Regions from separate parts of the Sus scrofa genome. Here region 1 is linked to region 2. The links are chromatin contacts, called in public Hi-C maps. All regions are on one chromosome and are shown on one strand. Each heading gives the region's core, a stretch centred on a gene start, on an enhancer-like site or on the middle of the called end of the contact. The rest is flanking DNA. Distances are from core to core; before and after follow the strand shown. Region 1 overlaps IL1R1 (interleukin-1 receptor type 1). Region 2 has its middle 47 kb from the start of IL1RL2.

Region 1 (3,781 bases), core at 788-3,287, 320 kb after region 2:
ACCTGGTGGGAAGTAGGTGGGCAGTTCTGAAATTTATATCAAATCACAAATGCACATAGCCTTTGACTCAGCAGTGCCACTTCTAGGAATTTAGCTAACAATTAAGCTTACGGGCACTTCTGCAAAATGACACAGGCAAAGCTGTTTGTTATTCATTGCAACATTGGTTGTAACAGCAAAAGACTGCGAACAATTGAAAAGTTGCCAAAAGGCTACAAAGCAGCAGGTTAGATACAGACATGGAAGAGGGTACATACAGAAGAGGTGTGTGTAATGGGTAATTTTACATGTTGGTTGGACTGGGCCAGGAGATGCCCAGAGAGCTGGTTAAACCTTGCTTCTGAGTGTATCTGTGAGGCTGTTTCTGGAAATAATCAGCACCTGAAGTGGTGAACTGAGCGAAGCTGATAGCCCTCCCCAGCAAGGACAGTCCTCATTCCAATCCCTTGGGGGCCTACACAGAGCAAAAGGCAGAGGAAAGTTGAATTAACTCTGTCTGCCCTCTTGAGCTAGGACATCAATTTCTCCTGCCTTTGGTACCCTGGTTCTTAGGCCTTCAGACTGGACAGGAGTCTACACCATCGCTCTCTGGATCTCAAGCCTTCTAACTACACTACCTACTCTCCTGGGTCTATAGCCTGTAGACGGCAGATCCTAGAACTTTTTAGCCTCCATAAATGGCATTGAGGCAGCCCATACCTTATAATAACTCTTTCTTTATAGATAAGAGATAGATAGATAGACAGACAGATAGACACATATACAAACAATACATCTATTTCCTGTTGACTCTACAGAGGGAGAACCCTGACTGATACAGTGTGAAGAAACTATTGACGAGTCACCCATGTATGAGAAAGAGGGAATGATTTCACTGAATAGCCTCTTTAAGGCCTTTTAAATTGTGTTATCTATTCAAAAGCACACAAACTTTGTGTTTTCGTTCAAAAAAAAGTCTGAGTTCTAAAACCTTAATGGAAAGTCTAACCGAAAAATAAGTAAAGTACTATTTCAAATTATAGTCTTAAATAAAATTTTTTAAGAAAAAAAATGTAATGCACACCTACATAAGGTCTGGCAAACAATTAATACTAAATAAATGTTGTTGAATTAACAAAAAAAAAAACTTATATTCTTCAAGTTATATTCCTATCCCCATTTTAGAACCTGAACAACTAGCAAAAATAAGACAGGTGAGTTTCCCAGGAGAAAATGAAGCTAGGCCTCTCCAGACTTCACCCCAGCCTTCTGGATGGTCCTGCCAGGGAATACACGGCCTGAAAATGAACTCCAGGTACCATTTCAACTTGACCGACAAAGAGTCAGGGACAGATTGACAGACCCCTGGAGCCCCTGAATGAAAGGATTACTTGGCTGAGGTTCAAGCCTCAACAGTTCCCAGTGCAACAGAATTGGACCTTCAGCATCTCTGGATCAGCACCCAGTTGTCACCAGCACAGCACATGGGCTAGGAGGCTAAATGGACTTGACGTGGATGGACGGCTGTCTTAGCCCTCACTGGTTCCTTTGGGTCACTTACTGAACTGCTCAAAGTCTCAGTTGGTCTGATTCTAGAGCTGGAACAATGGCACCAGTCTTACAACGTTGTGAGAAAGGCTAGAGTCAGTGGCTGGAAAGAACCCAGAATAGTGCACGTTCCTTAGTAGGAACTCAGTAATGTGGACTCCATACCCAAGGGCACAGCACAGACATCGTCAGCCATCCCAAACCACAGTCATCATCTCTCAAATTCAGCAACCTGTGGACTCCAGAGTGAGACTGCTTCATGAATCCCAACCCCACACTAACCACTGATGTGACTTGAGGTAAATCACAATCACATCCCTGGGCTTCCGTTTCTTAACCTGCAAAGTGAGGTAATAATAAAGACCACCTCAAATAGGAGCTCTTAGAACCAGGTCTCACACATTGGAAGTGCTTCCTTAGTTATGTGCCATCATCATGACTTATTCAGCACCAGATCCAAACCATTGCCCAATGGGCACTTGGTGCTGATTTTAACAGCTGACCACTGAGCTAACAGTCAGGGAGAAACTCTATACCCCTGAAAGTATAAAGCTTTGCATACTCATGCCAAGTCCATAAGCCTTGTACTCACAAAAGCTGCCACCTGTTTTCCTGGTTCTACCCTGGGTTTGTATTCATTTGCTTAACAGCCATTAAGAGCTTTAAAGTTTTACTGAGTAGAAACAGAAACCGACCCACACTCAATTAAATGAATAAAATAATTAACATGCCCCAGAAAAGCTCCATTTTTAAATCCTCTATAATTCCTTTTGGGGATAGTCATTTCCCTGCAAAGTTGGGTAAAAACATTCCTAGGTCCCTTCCACTGACTCATTCGAGAAATGTTTCTCAAGCCCCCACAGGGTGTCAGGCCACAAACCAGGCCCTGGAGAAAGGAACACAGCAAACCCGCCCCTGTCTTTGAGAAGCTCTCACTGGGGATCAGAGCAAAGCAAGTGAATGGTGACAATGCAATATGAAAAGAATGGCATGTTATCCCATATGCAAATGAGATAAATAAGCAACACAATAAACCCATTTTTAATCTAAAGTATATCCAGGTGCTGCTGACTCTCAGAACTAAGCAATATGTTGTCACACACCCCTTTCCCAGTTTAGAATTAGGAAACACTATCCAAACTTTGGCATACAGCTCTCTAAAAGCTGAATATCCCATAAGGTGAAAATATAAACTGCATATTAACAATAATAGTCATAGTACCACTCGGTATTTTTTACTTTATTTCTATTTAAAGAACTTTCTTCTAGCCCTCTTCTGTTCCCAGTACAATCCTGTGGTGAGAGGGAAAGTCAGCCCTTATCTCTAAATTTTATAGCTAAAAAGGAGATACAATCATAAAGACTGAGGTTTGCCCGAGGTTGTTCAAATGGTAAAAATCAGAGCAAAAGCATCTGATTCCCCCACACTCTCTGCAGACCTGCTGAGAGACATCGAATGAGATCAAAGACCTCAGAAATTAGGTTGACAAAAGTTGCTATGAGCGAGAACGGGTTTGATAATGAGTAACCAAAAAAGACAAGAAGTTGAACCTAGAGGAAGAGAGTAAGAAACCAGAAGGTTTCACCCCCAAAAAGTGTCCTGAACACAAATGAAGACAAGATACTCTTTGCCAGTTATCAGATTAGCACACTTAAAAATAAGTAAATAAAACCCAGCCGGTGAAAGTGTGGGGAAGTGGTGTCTATACAGTGCTGGAGGGTATGTACACGAATGCACTTTCCTAGAGGAATTCAGTAACAGAATCAAGAGCTTCAAATATACTTTCGCCCTTTGACCTCTGGGATTTTATTCCAAGGAAATATCAGGAAGAGATGCATAGGTTTCCCCCCCAAGGATGTTTGTTTTGGTAATGTTAAGAAGTGAAAAGACAGAAATCAAATATCTACCAACATGATTCAGCAAATCATCTGTGGAGGAAGAAATTCATTAGCATGGCAAGATGCTTTGCTGAAAGGGAAAAGCAGATAGTAAAACAGAATGGACAGTCTGAGCATGCTTTTTCCAAGATGTAAATGCATTCAGAGAAACCATACCCACCAAAATATTAGCAGTATCTATCTCACAATATTAGGTTTTGATGTTTCACCTTCTTCATTCATCTCTATGTATTCTTTCTTTATTTTTGACTGTGAGTATGTGCTATCTGTATACACTTTTAAAGGCATTCAAAATACTTAAGAAAGGTATCTTAGCCATTCTTTAACCTTGCCTGTGGAGTTTCTCTACTAAGCA
Region 2 (3,650 bases), core at 323-2,822:
CACTCCCCACTCCGCATGATGCAAGACCGTGTTTCTGGGGCACATGCGGCCACTCTACGAGTCTAAGGATGCGAATGCTTTATTAGACAGACAGAGGCTAATAGATATTGTTTTATAATAATTTCATGTTTTATAAATGACTCCAATGAGCAAATAATCAGGAAAAGAAAAAGTTGCTCATATTTTGAAAACAAAAGAAAACCAAAAGCCTTTTTCCCTAGCTAGAAAAGAAAAATGTCTTTTTTTTTTTTTTTTCTAGGCAAGTTTGCTCACCTGAGAGTTAGTTGGGTTTAAAAAAAAAATCTTCAACCACTTCAATGTTCAGACTTTTCTTTGGAGAAAATTCCATGTATGTACAAAAAATAGAGAAAATAAGATAATGGGTCCCCATGACCCTTATTCATGGTCCTCTTGTTTCAAGTGTTTCTTTCTTGAAACAAGAAAAAAAAAACAAAAAAACAAAAAACACTTTCTCTCAAGTGTTCTTCCTCTCCTTGAACTGGATGATGATTTTTAGACAAATCTTAGCCATCTTAGTATTTCATCTGTAAGTGCTTCACTATACCATGTCTAAAACACAAGGACTCTCTTGGAAACATAACAAGGGTACAATTATCATACTAAAATGTTAAAGGTAATGCTACAATATCACCAAATACTCAGTAATAAATTTCCCTAAGACCATTTTATACGACTGCATTACCCCTGGGGGAGCTCTTACAGCCTCAATTTCTTCATTTTTAAAGCGGAGAAAATATAGAATCACTGAGAGTAATAAGTGGGAAAACACACTAAAAGAGATTAGTACCAAGTCTGGCACATTGTAACCATCCCCAACTAGTACCAAGAGATGATTTGTGATGTTTTATACTTTTTCCTTCACTAGGTCTACGTAGGAATTAGCCCTTGTTTTGTGAATTCCCTTTTTACCTACTTCGGTCCTTTTCCCAGTGGGCATTAATGATGACAACCGTTGGAGTTCCCTTGGTGGTGCAGCGGTTAATGAACCCAACTAGGATCCATGAGGATTAGGGTTCAATCCCTGGCCCCTTTCAGTGGGTTAAGGATCTGGCGTTGCCCTGAGCTGCGGTGTAGGTCACCAACGTGGCTCGGATCCTGTGTTGCTTGCGGCTGTGGTGTGGTATAGGCCGGCAGCTCTAGCGCCAATTTGACCTCTAGACTGGGGGCGGGGGGGGGCGGGGGGGGTCTTGGTCTGAAGGCGGATATCCCCGCAGGCTGTGGGTTCTTTACAGGAGGCTTCAAGGTGGAGATTTTTGTCTTAACAAGAGGCTGCCCCGCCCCCACGTCCCACCCCCTCACCCGAATAGGGCCCTGAGGGAGAGGCATGCATTCACACGGGCTAAACGTTTTGCTGGACGGAACATGCTCTGTTTGGCTGTCTCCTTGTCTCTACCTGCTTCCAATTTCCTGCTGCAGCTAGGGCTGGGGGGTGTTTCTGGAGATGCCGCTGAACTCAGGCACAGAGGAGAGCCGGGTGGAGGGAGAGCTGGGGGCTCGCGCGGGCGGTCACGGGGAGCATCGCCTCCGCCGCCAGCAGAGGGCGCAGCGGCGCCGTGGGGAAGCTCTGCGTGGCTTCTGGTGTTTCCAAGTTGGGGCGTGAACCTCAGGCTGCCTGGGTCCCTACAGAGGAAATGCTTTTCTCTTTCACAAGGTTCTTCACCCACGGGGCAACTTTCTTTTCCTCTTGATGTCATCCTGTTACACAGGCAGGAAGTTATGTTCACTCAAGACTTTGCTGTTGGGAATACTTCTGTGGGCCTGCGGTCACTTAAAACAACAAACTTAACTGACCCAGCAATTAGGTCATCCAAGAGGAGCCAAAATATCTTCGTGATGAAGCCTGTTGATTGAAGAAAGCAGATTATCATGATGGAGTGGTACCCGGCTGGCTGGGGAGCTGGAGCTCAGACAGCTGGGTTTGTCTGCTTTGGAAACAGTAAGTCTGTCTTTAAACAATCAAGGGACTGGGACCCACACTGTGAAAAAAATTGAGCAAGACTAGACAGAAGAGAATAGAACCAACGACAGAACTGAATCTTGTTTTCACTGTTTGTGTTTACTGAGTTGCAATGTAAAATATATTTATATATAAATACTTTAATAAATATGTGTAAATATTATATATATATTATTTTATAAATATTTTTAAGAAATATATATATATGTATTTCTTTTCAGGGCTGCTCCTGCAGCATATGGAAGTTCCTGGGCTAGGGGATGAATTGGAACTACAGCTGCTGGCCTACATCACGGCCACAGCAATCCAAGCTTCCTCTGTGACTTATGCAGCAGCTTGAGACAATGCCAGATCCTTAACCCACTGAGCAAGGCCAGGGATTGAACCTGCATCCTCATGGATACTAGTTGGGTTCTTAACCCATGGAGCCAAAACAAAAACTTGAATATAAAATATATTTAATTCCATAATTCTCAGTTTAAAATCTATGAAAGCTGTTGGTAAACAATTGTCTTCCTTCAGCCAAATCCTGGGAATCTAGGCTCTGCAGCCCTGCTGTGTCCTGCACGGGGCTTGGTCTGGGAGCTGACTATGTTTAATGTTTTGAAAAAAATCACTCAACCCCAGCCCAAGCCTCGGTCCTTATAAATCTTTCTGTTCTCCAGAAAGATGCGAATTGGAGTAGCGGTGGTAGTGGTGAAGGTGGTTGCTGGGGGAAGGCAAATAAATCCTCTGATAACACCACTGAGAAGGGAGGGAAATCAGGGAAATGCACGTCAGAGGGGCTGTGGGGACCACAGCATCACCATATACATCTTGGACCTCCAGGGTTCTCCAGGTGAGTTCAGGGACAACAGGAATAAATCAAATAAAACAATAGATGCCAGTGACTCAGATTAAGAAATAATACATCCACCATGCAAGGGGTGATAAAAGCTTTTGCACAGTATCCTCACATTTTTCTAGAATCACACTTTGGGTTTTGCCAGTTTTTCAGTTGACACCACCACCAGCGTAGGTACTTAAGGTGAAAATATCTAAATGGTGACATACCAGTTACTTGTAGTAGACCCAGGTTTTTATTTTCTAGATGAGTCAAAGATAATTTTTGTGATGTTCACGAGTGCTCAACAAATTAAAACTATGATGTATTTTTAAAATTTGGGAATGAAATTTATGTCATGGATGGCTAATATTTTCAATGGCTACAGTTTCATGTTTTCATGTGGCCAGAGAGGGCAAGGGCACGCCTATTCAGGCAGAGACTTCTCACCCACCAAAACCCACGGCCATGCCCGTAGCTCTTCCTCCACCTGGCTCTCCTCTGTGTCTGAGCTCAGCTGCATCTCCAGAATGGCCCCAGCCCCACCTGCAGCAGGAAATTGGAGGCAGGCAGAGATGAGGAGACAAAGCCAAAGAGAGCATGATCCGTCCAGCAAAACATTTAGTGCCACCTGTTTAAGCCAGTGTGAGTGCATGCTTGCCCCCCCTTGGCCCCATGCCAGGTCTGAAATCAGAAAAGATTCTGTTCTTGTGAGGGGGTGGGAGGCGGGGGCTGGGCACCCTCCTGTAAAGACAAGAAAAGCTCCACCTTGAAGCCTGATCCTCTGACGGTGTCTTCCTGCAGATTCCAGTCTCTTTGCTATCCTGTCTGCTTTGGTAAAATCTTTGT

What was found. A called contact is a pair of places that touch in the nucleus more often than the background predicts.
Region 1: a contact with region 2 is called in a Hi-C map of embryonic fibroblasts, with 3 times the contacts expected there. The contact joins two enhancer-like sites. A contact is called at or near these places in 2 of 47 Hi-C or Micro-C datasets (embryonic fibroblasts and fibroblasts) and 1 of 2 datasets of contacts at active chromatin or transcription factors (skeletal muscle).

What each region holds. Positions count from the first base shown.
Region 1 is chr3:52,281,499-52,285,279 of Sscrofa11.1, forward strand. All of the region lies in intron 1 of IL1R1 (interleukin-1 receptor type 1), which reads right to left. Among named protein-coding and RNA genes, the nearest start is that of IL1R1, 51 kb to the right of the region's middle. Within about 2 kb of position 2,038, at least 8 of the 83 cell types and tissues checked have an H3K27ac peak or open chromatin away from gene starts, as enhancers often do. A contact at or near this core is called in embryonic fibroblasts, where this site is marked.
Region 2 is chr3:51,963,254-51,966,903 of Sscrofa11.1, forward strand. No RefSeq gene overlaps it. Among named protein-coding and RNA genes, the nearest start is that of IL1RL2, 47 kb to the right of the region's middle. Within about 2 kb of position 1,573, at least 24 of the 83 cell types and tissues checked have an H3K27ac peak or open chromatin away from gene starts, as enhancers often do. A contact at or near this core is called in embryonic fibroblasts, where this site is marked.